Regions from separate parts of the Gossypium arboreum genome. Here region 1 is linked to region 2. Evidence: chromatin contacts called from public Hi-C data. All regions are on one chromosome and are shown on one strand. Each heading gives the region's core, a stretch centred on a gene start, on an enhancer-like site or on the middle of the called end of the contact. The rest is flanking DNA. Distances are from core to core; before and after follow the strand shown. Region 1 holds the start of LOC108461240 (ras-related protein RABD2a-like). Region 2 holds the start of LOC108464611 (nitrate regulatory gene2 protein).

The links. Hi-C and Micro-C count contacts between places; a contact is called where the count stands out from the background.
Region 1: a Hi-C map of leaf shows a contact between it and region 2, with 3 times the contacts expected there. The contact joins the promoter of LOC108461240 here to the promoter of LOC108464611 in region 2. A contact is called at or near these places in 2 of 5 Hi-C or Micro-C datasets (both in leaf).

Annotation. Positions count from the first base shown.
Region 1 is chr8:132,499,591-132,505,207 of ASM2569848v2, forward strand. LOC108461240 (ras-related protein RABD2a-like) reads left to right here and starts at 1,402. Exons shown (of 8, transcript XM_017761010.2): 1 at 1,402-1,649; 2 at 2,463-2,535; 3 at 2,865-2,912; 4 at 3,010-3,057; 5 at 3,324-3,395; 6 at 3,531-3,686; 7 at 3,800-3,903; 8 at 4,526-4,940. The coding sequence starts at 1,636. The coding sequence ends at 4,622. LOC108461988 reads right to left here and starts at 407. Exons shown (of 5, transcript XM_017761998.2): 1 at 1-407.
Region 2 is chr8:132,231,861-132,237,675 of ASM2569848v2, forward strand. LOC108464611 (nitrate regulatory gene2 protein) reads left to right here and starts at 4,423. Exons shown (of 4, transcript XM_017764976.2): 1 at 4,423-5,815. The coding sequence starts at 4,608.

The DNA of each region.
Region 1 (5,617 bases), core at 152-2,651, 260 kb after region 2:
ACGAAGTGTGGGTCTTTGGCCTTCAGGTTGATTTGCTTCCTTTCAGGTTGATTTGAGCGTGAGATTGTTGATGGCTAAAGAAAAAAAAAAGGTGAAATCATTGAGAAATTTCAATCTGAGGGTGTTTTCGAAAGGGAAAATAAGGTCATTTGGTGGAGAGGCTAGAATAGCCAATTCGGCACCTCCTCCTCTGAATGGCTATTCAATAATTTTCGGAATGAAGTTGTAATCGCCATTCGGTGTTCTAAGCATTCCAATGAACCAAACCTCTGTTTTACTATAGAAATTGGAACCATCTTGTAATAGTTTTGCCATTACATTGAACCAAACGAAGCGTTAGCATTATCCTTGTATTGACACTTAAAGAGGCATATGCCAATGGCCAACATGATTCAATCTTTGCCAAATTTGTACCCTCAATATCAGTGACCATTACAATTGAGTTTTTATAATAAATAATTAATAATAACAATTAATTGAGAATAACAATAAGGAAATTGATAATGCGTTAGTATTTTTGGTGGCATATATCATCATAATGGAAGGTAAGAATTTTGTGCCAATTATGGGTGGGTTTACATAGGCGGTAGGGTATGGTGCAGTGCATTTAACTTATTTTTTGTCACACGTTACAGTATCGTTATAGTATCTAATATCACCACCACCAATGTTTTTACACTAACCGTAGTTAAATGCACCGCCCATCCAAACCCACCCTAAACATTGTAAATTGATGAAAAATGACATTAAATTGAGTTTTCAATCAATTTTTTAAAGACTAAAAATGGAAAAAGAGTATAAAAGTGAGCCTACAATCAAGAGATTACTAAATCCTAAATCGATAAGTTTACTCCATAATCTGAACCTATGTTTCTCAAAATCATTGAATTTTCAGTAAATTATTTTTTTTACTGAGAATTATTCTTGGGGTTTTCAATCAATTGCAAGGACTTTTCAAAGAATAATTTTGTGCAATTGGGAAGTTTGGGTTATGAGAGTACTGAGTGAAATCACTCCTTAGATTCTTTAATTTTGTGTGTTATGTGACAATAAATAAAATAAAATAATAAAATAATATTTTAGAAAAAATTAAAGAAAAAAGAAAATAAAAAACTAGTCCTTGATGATTTTTTGTTTGGAGAAATAAATTGCAAAGGAAATTTATTTATTTATAATTTTTGACCTTTAAAAACGAAAAAGAAATTCAAATCCACCGTTGCATTTTTCTTAAACAGTAATGAAGTGAGCCACAAAGCCCAGCCCCAAAAACAAACACTGGAACTTGATCAGATCCATTATTGTTTGTTTCTTGAGTAAACGTCAATGGCCCAGTTCAATCGACTCCAGACCCAGATCCAAAGAGTTCCTTAGAACCAAACGAAGAATTGCCGTTTACTTCAATTTTAAATATACTCTCCCTGCTTCAGGCTTCAGGCTTCAGGCTTCCACCCGCTTGCGTTTGCGTGTCTTCTCATCTCTGCTTTTGCCCCCTTTTATCTTTCTTCTTCTTCTTGTCCTTACTTCAGCCGAATTTTTCCGGCGAAACGGCGTCAGATCTTTGTGATCTATAGCCGGAAATTTCATTTCGAGTTCGACGATCTCACCCTTCGATCTTTCTATTTTCTTCAGCCTACCATGAATCCCGAATAGTAAGTTCTCTCTTTATTTTTATTTTAGTAGTATTTTTAACTTTTTTTTTTGCGCTGTTTTATTATTTCGTGACGTTATTTTTCTTCTTGGTGGTGCGATGACGCTCGAAATTTTTGTAAGAAACTATAATTCTCGGTGTTGAAAGTCGCTAGGTTTTGCTCTTAGATCTGTTGATGGAATTGGGATTTTCTTTTCTCGTCTGTATTTGTTTCTAAAGTTGTCTTATTTCCAACTGGGGTTTCTCTCTGGGATTTAGTGAAAAAAAAGAGGAAAAGATGCGAGCTTTGATGCGTTCTTCAATTATTCACGCCCTTCCTTTGTAGTATCTATATGGTATAAGAAAAAATTAAATGGATTTTGGTTTGAACTGGATTCTAAATAGTATTAAGATATACTGTAAGTTCCGATGTCTTTGCCAAATCGATTATTTGTGATGAAGAAGCAAATCTAACTCGAAAAAGCGTCCATTGATTGAACTTTTCAAGGGTGATGTAGCAAACATATGCTCACCTGCTCTAACTTGAATGGAATTGAAATGAATTTTATATTGAGGCACCAACAAAATTAAGAATTCAACTGTCAATGACGCGGAATTGTTAGGGTTGACCTTTGGTAAATAATTTGGTGTTCTGAGTTTTTATTGCTGACAATATCAACTTTAGTTTTGGTTTCTGAAATAGTCTCTTTGTGTTGTCTGTTTTGCATCGTTTATGGAAATCAACTTTTTGTTGTGCGTGGTATAATTAGAGATATCATGTTCTTACATCATTGAGAAGTATGTTAATATTATCTGTGGTTGCACACTTTTGCAGTGACTATCTTTTCAAGCTACTTCTTATTGGAGATTCAGGTGTTGGAAAATCTTGCCTTCTTTTGAGATTTGCTGTAAGTTTCTTGACTTAAATTGGCATTTGAGATTAAATCTCTTTACTTTTTAGAGTTCTGTTGCACATTCAAGATATTTGTATGAGCACCTTTATATTTATATTCGCTTTTGATGTTATGGATTGTACTAATGAGTAATAATTGATTTAAATGTTCCATTGCTTATATAATGCATAGTGAGAATAAAATTTGTACTTCGATGGAGGACAATTTTGGTAGCTGAATTATATATATTTTTTATATTGGAAATATCAAGTCTCCAGATATTTTCAGATGGTTATGCGGGACTAAATCTTGAAACTGATCATTATGTAATTTATTTAATGCAGGATGATTCATATGTAGAAAGTTACATAAGCACCATTGGGGTTGATTTTGTGAGTACACAGTCCTTAGTGTTAGTTTGACTTTTAAGTGCCAAAATTTATGGCAATTATTCTAATTTCTTGTCTTCTTGCTTTCTTTTTTTGGTAGAAAATACGCACTGTGGAGCAGGATGGGAAGACCATTAAACTTCAAATTGTATGTTTTTTCATGTTTTTTATTTAATTTCATTTCTTTGAATATTTTCTATCCTAGGTCATCAAGGTAATATTCCTTGTAGAATGAGTTGTCTCCTCATCTGCTCCTCTTCATTGGCTGTTTTTTTTTTTTTTTTTCCATTTGTATATTCCCATTTTATTAATTTAGTCCCAGAAAATTGCTCATAATCCTTTGACACTTGGCATACTTGGCATTAAAGCTTCTTGATGATTAACTAGTTAATTTGCTTTTGATTCAATGTACAGTGGGACACTGCTGGACAAGAAAGATTTAGGACAATCACTAGCAGCTACTATCGTGGGGCCCATGGCATAATAGTGAGTGTTCTTTTCCTTTCTAGCTTTTCTCATTGCGGTTCCTTTTTTGGTTTTTCCAATTCTTATGTATGCTTCTCTTAAACTTTTTCTTATTCCTTCTTTTCATTTCCCTTTTGCTGTTTGCTCCTGTATTAGATTGTTTATGATGTGACAGACCAAGAAAGCTTCAATAACGTTAGGCAATGGCTGAGTGAAATTGATCGCTATGCTAGTGATAATGTTAACAAAATACTGGTTGGAAACAAGTGTGATCTTACAGCGAATAAAGTTGTGTCATACGAAACAGGCAAGGTACTTGCTATTTTTAAGAAGAGCTGCCTGATTACCAAATTGTAATTTTTGGTGTTATACTGCATATCCATTGCTCCATCCCTTTCTCCATATTGCTACTTTTCTTTTTTCAGGCACTTGCAGATGAAGTTGGCATACCTTTTATGGAAACTAGTGCAAAAGATTCAACTAATGTGGAACAGGCTTTCATGGCCATGGCAGCTTCCATCAAGGACAGGTAGCTGTATTCTTTTTCCTAAATAGTTTTAGTAATATCTGCACCTGTCAATTTTGAATGAACTTGAAAACTCGGAATAATTAACTCAAATTTAAACTTGATCCAACCTAAGTTGATAATAAAAAGTCAACAACTTGAACCCATTTAACTTGAGCCCGAAATAAGTCAAATCCAAAATGATCCAAACTTGAATAACCTAAATAAATAACCCAAAACTATTTGAACTCGAATGGCAAAACTCGAAATGACTTAGAACTAAAATGACCTGAAACCGAAATAACCTGAACTCAAAAACTGACCTGAACATGAAATGATACTGAAAATTTTAAAATCCAAGTTGAGTTGACTTAAAACTAACCCATCTCGGTCAATTTCAAAGTCTAGTAATATCAGTTATTTGAATAATAATACAATTAGAGTAAAAATTCATTGTGGTCTGTAGAGCCATGTGCAGTTGAATGGCATTTCTAGGCTGTTTTGTTTTATTGTTCACTCTTATACAAGAAAGTATAGATCTATGAACTCGGTTCTCTGAAATTTAACCGCAAAGTCTTGGTTCCTACTGATCGTTGGTTACTTTTAGCTCTTTTTAATTGCTCTTTAAAATTGTCTCTAAATGCAGAATGGCAAGCCAACCAGCCATGAACAATGCAAAGCCTCCAACGGTACAAATCCGAGGACAGCCTGTTGCCCAAAAGGGTGGCTGCTGCTCTTCCTAAAAAATGGAATGATGAATTAGCAGGAAGCTCTCTCTATTTCTTCTGCAGTGCGCTGCTGCCAGTTGCAGCACGGTGTGTAAGATTTAAGTGTTTTCTTAACCTCATCAGTGTTCCAAACTTATTTCATATGAACAAAACCTCAGAAGTAGAGGATATAATTCATTTCTACACACTTGGTTAACGTGAAGGCTTGTACAATGTATTATTGTTTGTTTGTTGATTAAATAATACTAGTGTTCTTTCTCAAGCCTGTATGTCACTGTGTTTTCTAAATTACATAATTAAATAAATATATTGTCAAAAGGTTGTAATTGAAAATGGGTTGATAGATCAACAAAATTTGGAAGGAATCTTAGGTAGTTGTGGGCATTATAATTTGCTTGCTTTTGAGGTAGGCCATGGATGGCAATGTGGGTTGAACCAATTCTTTGCCCTTGGCTAGACTAGAAGCCAGGCAGGGTGCAGCACTTTAACATCTATGTCCAACCAACTAATCGTCATCATTATCATCAAAGAAATGGGATACAGAGGGGAAAAGCAGAACCCATCAAAAGCAAAGAGCATTATAAAAAGAAAAAGGCTTAATTCTCCATAGAAGGCAGCTTGGAAACCCCAATCGTGAGGAAAAGCAAGCCGTGGCCTTTCAACAACGTTAAGAGGTTGATTGAGAAGTTAAAGTTAGAAGTAATCATTATATAAAAAAAAAATCATATAAGTTATATGTATTGCTGCAATAGAGGCTTACACAGTGTACATCAAAACAAATCTTTGCAAATCCACGTCTTGCCTATCATCATGGAGTAGCTGGAGAACTTCTACAGATGGATCTTCAAAGATATGAAGCCCTAGAAGTTGACTTGACGCCAGTGTAGCCATGCCATTATAGAGCCCTTGTTATTAATAAATTATCTTATGCTAATTTCATTAAATTGGTTCAATGCGAGATTTAAATGTAAAATCACAAAATTTAATTCGTTATAATAAATTTGTTTTTA
Region 2 (5,815 bases), core at 3,173-5,672:
CTCAAATAATTCAAATAATTCAAATAACTCAGATCGATTAACTCAAAAATTATTTTTTTCAAATCAAATCGAGTTTTGCTCACCCCTATCTATAACATACCTAAGTTGGAGTTTATTTACTTCAATTTTTGAGATTTTAGTCTTATTAGGTAAATCTTTACTTTTAGTCTCCGATCTATAAAAGTTGTGAATATAATTTATATTCTTAAATTTAATATTCTTAGTTTTTATATATATTTTAATTTCATTAATTGTAATGACATGTTTTATCTTTTGTTTGCATTTTATGAAAATAGTAAGTTGACTTGACATTTGACATGTGATAATATATTTGATACATAAAATTTTTGAATTATCATAATCTAACAACTAGTTATAAGTAAAATTTTAAAATTCAAAATGCACGATACTAAAATGATCAAATTAAAATGCAAAATTAATAATATAAATTATCATCTATATTCTGATAAAAGTACCATGAATGTCATTGTACTAGGAATTAGAATGCATTTGACCCCTTTACTAAAAAAATAAGCAAATTAGTAACTGCACATTAAATTAAATAGCAAATTAGTTCTTTCTAGTAAAAATAGATGACTGACGTTAATAACCAAATAGTTATTTGTAATGTGTTATGTGTACCTCATTCTAACATAAAATGATTAGTTTTTAACGGTACGAATAAATGAAATTTTTAATTGAAGGATCTATTTACTCCTTGCTCTAATGTTAGAAACAAATTTATTTATTTTTTAGTGGAAGAGGTAAAATGTAATCCAACTTTTACAGTAAAAGAATCTCCAATTGTGAATGAGGGTTAAAAGTTAGAGGGAAAAAAATTCAAAAAAAAAAAAGGGTTAAAGAGGGATGGAGAATCAGATGCCAGTGATTACAGCATAGTGGAGCGGCATCTTCATGGCTCTAAGCTGAATTAGAAAGGCTCAAAGTCTTGAAGCTAGAAAGTCTACTGCAAAAGTTGTGATTTGAAAGAAGAAAAGTATAAGAAAAAGAAGGAGGTCCAGTGAGTGAAATAGGAGGGAAAATAAACCTCCCTTTCACCATTTTCAATCTTTTGCCTTTAACCTCCCACCACTTTTGGTGTGGAATATCTATGTTTGCAGTGCTTTGTGGTGTGGGTCTTTCTTTTTGAATTTGGGTTCCCCATTTTATGCGTCTTTTTCTTGCTCATTAAAAAACAAGGAGAAGATCACCACATTTAATCTTTACTCATAGTTCACGAGGATGCAGGAGTTCAATATTCAAAGGTATCTGGCGTGTTGGATTTTACCATTTATATCTCTCCAAACAAAAACAAGAGTCAAGTTTTTTGCAATTTTAATTTTTTTTACTATAAATTGCTTATTTCTATTTCCTTTTACTTGTTAAATTTTATATTTTGAGTTATCCATTATTTTTGAAATATGTAAAGACTTGATATATATATATATATATATATATAATTTTATAGTTAGACAACTTTTTAACACGTTTTAAAAAATAAAATAGCTTCAAAAGTTTCCTTAAAAAGTATAGGATTAATGCACATTTCAGTCCCTAACATTATTAGATATTTCTAGTTTAGTCGCTAACATTATTAAAAAAATTTAAAAATATAAAAATATTATAATTATTAAGAAATAGAAAAATTTAAAATTTAAAATTTAAAAATACAGAAAAACATTAAAACTATTGAAATAGAAAATAAAAATTATAAAATTACAAAAATAAAAAATAAAAATACATATTAAAAATTATAAAAATATTAAAATTACAAAATATTGAAAATAGAAAAACTTATAAAATTATAAAAATTATAAAATATGAAAATTTTAAGATTTACTAAAAATTAAAAAATTTAAAAGTTTAATATTTTTAAAATTTTATAAATCATGTTTATTAGAACTTGAACATGAGATCATTGTCTCTTGAAATAAAATTATTCTTTATTATTTAAATAATTTGAAAAAAACCTTGTCCAAATTTATGACATAAAAAAGGTCTACAAAATATAAGTTTCAATTGATTGAATTATAAAACAATTATTTTGGGTGATATTCTTCCAAGAGACAACGATCCTATGCTCAAGCTCTAATAAATATGATAATGAAATTTTAAAAATATTAAAATTTCTAATATATCTTTTAAAATTTTTAGAAAATTTAAGTTTTTATATTTTTATAATTTTTTGTAAATTTATAAATTTTCTATTTTAATAATTTTTTAATTTTTAAAATATTTTTTGTATTTTTTTTTTGTATTTTTAAAGGTTTTTTTTTGGATGATGGTGTAACAGTGACGCCATTGTATGACATGTGGCAACATATGATTGAGTGACTGAATTTTTTAACGTCTAAATGATTGAACTGGGAATATCTAGTAACGTTAGAGATTAAATTGGGCCAAAAAATTTTAAGAACTAAAGCGAAAAACTAATATAATTTAAGGACTAAAGTGTACATTAAACCAAAAATATATATAGTATTTGTTCAACTACGTATAATATATGTGACATTGTGTTTTAAAAATATGTTAAATTAAAAAAAACTCGAGATAAAAAATAAGTAAATGACTTTTTAGTACCTTTCAATTTCAAATTGAGTAAATTAATCCCTAACAAAAACCTTAGAGTAATTTAATCTTTGTCTTTCAAAAGTGAGTAACTAAAGGAATTAATCATAGTGTTAATGGCTTCCGTTAATCGTACATAATTTTGATTAATATATTAACAAATTTAGCGTTTAATGTTTACATATTTTATAATTTTAGCATTAATTCTAAAAATTTAAAAATTCGCCTCAACATTTATGCATTTACATAAATATTACAAGATAAATTTGTTAATTTAGGATTAAATTGATGAAATGTATAAATTTTAAGGGTTAAATTTATTATCATAACAATCAAATTCATTTACAATTGATGAAAAATGTTAACAATGAGATTAATTATCTTAATTGCTCATTTTTAAAATTATTTTTGAGATATCAATTTATTCAAATTTGCAATTAAAAGGATCGGGAGTAGAGGTGTGCATGGGTCGGGCCGGGCTCACTGAAAATTTTAGGCCCATTTTCTAGGCCCGGCTCGCCCACTCAAATATGGGCCTAAAATTTGTCCAAACCCGACCAAATAAAATTGTTAAGCCCGAGCCCGGCCCGGCCCGACCCATATTAAATTTTTTAACTTATTTCATTAAATAAAAATTTTTAAAACATATTAAATAATCAAATACATTTAAAACAAATATTAAAACAAAAATCAAATAAAAATATATTAAAATAATTTTTAAAACAATACACAAATTGAAAATATAATAAAAATTAATTATATTAAAATTAAAAATAAAATATAAATATGATTAAAAATAAAAAATATATATATATTTAGTATATAATTTGGGCGGGCAGGCAAAAAATTTTACTCGAGCCCGGCCCATTTTCTAAATAGGCCTCGTTTTTTTGCCCAAACCTGTATTTCGAGTCTATATTTTTACTCGAACCCTCCCATTTTTCGAGCGGACTTTTAAGCCAGGCCGGGTAGCCTGACCCATGCACACTCTAATCGGGAGAGTTCATTTTATAAAAAAATTAAATATATATAAGAAAATAAAACAAAAATCTCAAAAATTGTCCTTTGTGCGAAAAACAAGACCTAGGCAAAGCAGTCTTTTAGGCTCAAGGTTTAGGGTTATCCCAAGACCAAAACGGCATCCATCTTTAACCTGCACTCAAAGGGCAACAAATTTTTTATTAATAATCAAGACACCCCCACCCTAAAAAACAACAAATTTTTTTAATCCTCTCTCTTTTCTTTAACTGTTTGTGGATAATCAATGTCTACCCTTTAATTATGCCCTTATCTTTCCCACCGCCCCCACTGTAACCCACAATGTGAAAACAAAAAGCAGCCTTCTGCAACCGCAAACACCAACTTATTTAATTAACCAACCTATTTTTACATATAATTAATTACTAAATCTCCCTCCTTCCACTCATTTAAAATCACCCAATCCAACTCTAATTTTTTAATAAAATACTTCTAGTATTAAAATAAAATTTAATTCTATTCATAGTAATTTTTAGACAATTTCTTAAAATACACAAATTATTGAATTAGACTATTTTTTCAAAAATTACGAGATTAAAGTTTTTAACTGATTTATAAAAAAATGCTTCTAATTGTCTCCAATATTTTTTTTATTTTTTGCTGCCATAGATTCATAATCTATTTACAATTTATTCTTAAATAATATAATATTATTTTTTTAAGTAACAGCTGCTACACTTAATCTAATAATTTTTTTTTAAAAGGGCTCTTTTTCAAAAATTTACTCAATTTTTATCCCACCAAAATACTAGCATTTGATTTGATTTATGAATTTTTGGATTTTTTTAAAGCCCTAGAAGACCCCGCCACAATACCAAAAAGGAAAAAGTTCAAATACCCCATCAGCTATTATTACCTTGCACTTCAGTTCCTTTCATTATTCAATTGTTAACAAAGCTTAAACCGGGCGCCCCTGCTACACTACGCGCCACCGTCTGCTCAGCATTTATTTGCTGATTTTTTTTTTTCTTTTTTCATGTTTGACCAAATAGTGTGTTAGGATGGGTTGTACGGCGTCAAAGCTAGACAATGAAGAGATCGTAAGGCGGTGCAAGGACCGGCGACGCTTGATGAAGGAAGCCGTTCATGCTCGACATCACCTAGCCTCGGCTCACGCCGACTACTGCCGCTCTCTTCGTGTAACCGGCTCGGCTCTCGCCTCCTTCGCGGCCGGTGAGCCTATTTCCGTCTCCGACGAAACCCCTGCCGTTCTTCTCCACCCTCCCAACCCATCTCCTCCACCAGCTAATCCCACCACTCTACGTGTCCCTCCATCTCCCTCCCCTTCCCTGCACCCTCCCCCTCCTCCTTTCTTTCCTTCCCCTTCCCCTTCTCCGACTATAGCTAGCTCGAAACTCCCTCACATACTCTCCGGTTCTAGTGTCTCATCTCCGGTACCCGCACCCAATCGTCGTCGGCCACGTAAGATACCCCCGAAACTCCCTCACATTTTGTCCGAATCGAGCCTTTCTTCTTCTCCTCGAAGCTCGAAATCTGGGTTTTCCAACCACTTTTTCCCTACAGCTTATCCAGCTAATTCCACGTACTCAGCCACTCCTTCCCAAGCTTCTTCCGTTTGGAACTGGGAAAATTTTTACCCTCCCTCACCACCAGACTCCGAATTCTTTGACCAAAAAGTACAACAACGAAAGCAACCTCATCATTTAGATTCTAACTACCCTGAAGATACGGAAGATACCGAAACGGAAAAATCAGAATATGATTTCTTCCGTCCACAAAAGCTGAACCACCGTTACAACATCAGTTCCGGTAATGCCAAGAGTAATTTTGACGAGGAAACGGAAAGGGAAGAAGTGCATTGCAGCGAATGGGGGGACCATGATCATGATCGTTTTACTACAACGAGTTCATCGGATGAAGAGGGATATGATGACGTGGCATCCAGATCCGAGATCGGGACCCGCGACAGTTTCCGGTCTTCGAGGAGAGGGGAGTCGGAGAAGTTGCATCATCTTCGTCAGACTCCTCCGCCGGTAGAACCGCAGCCACGGCAGCAGATGTACGGAGCAGCCGCAGGCAATAAAATGGATGATAAGTCGGAGGATGCAAGATTGTCTGCGGGCGGTTATGGAACGGGCGCTATGATGGATATGACGATGGTTGTCAGGCATAAGGATTTGAAAGAGATCGTCGATGCGATCAAAGAGAATTTCGATAAGGCTGCCGCCGCCGGAGATCAAGTTTCCGA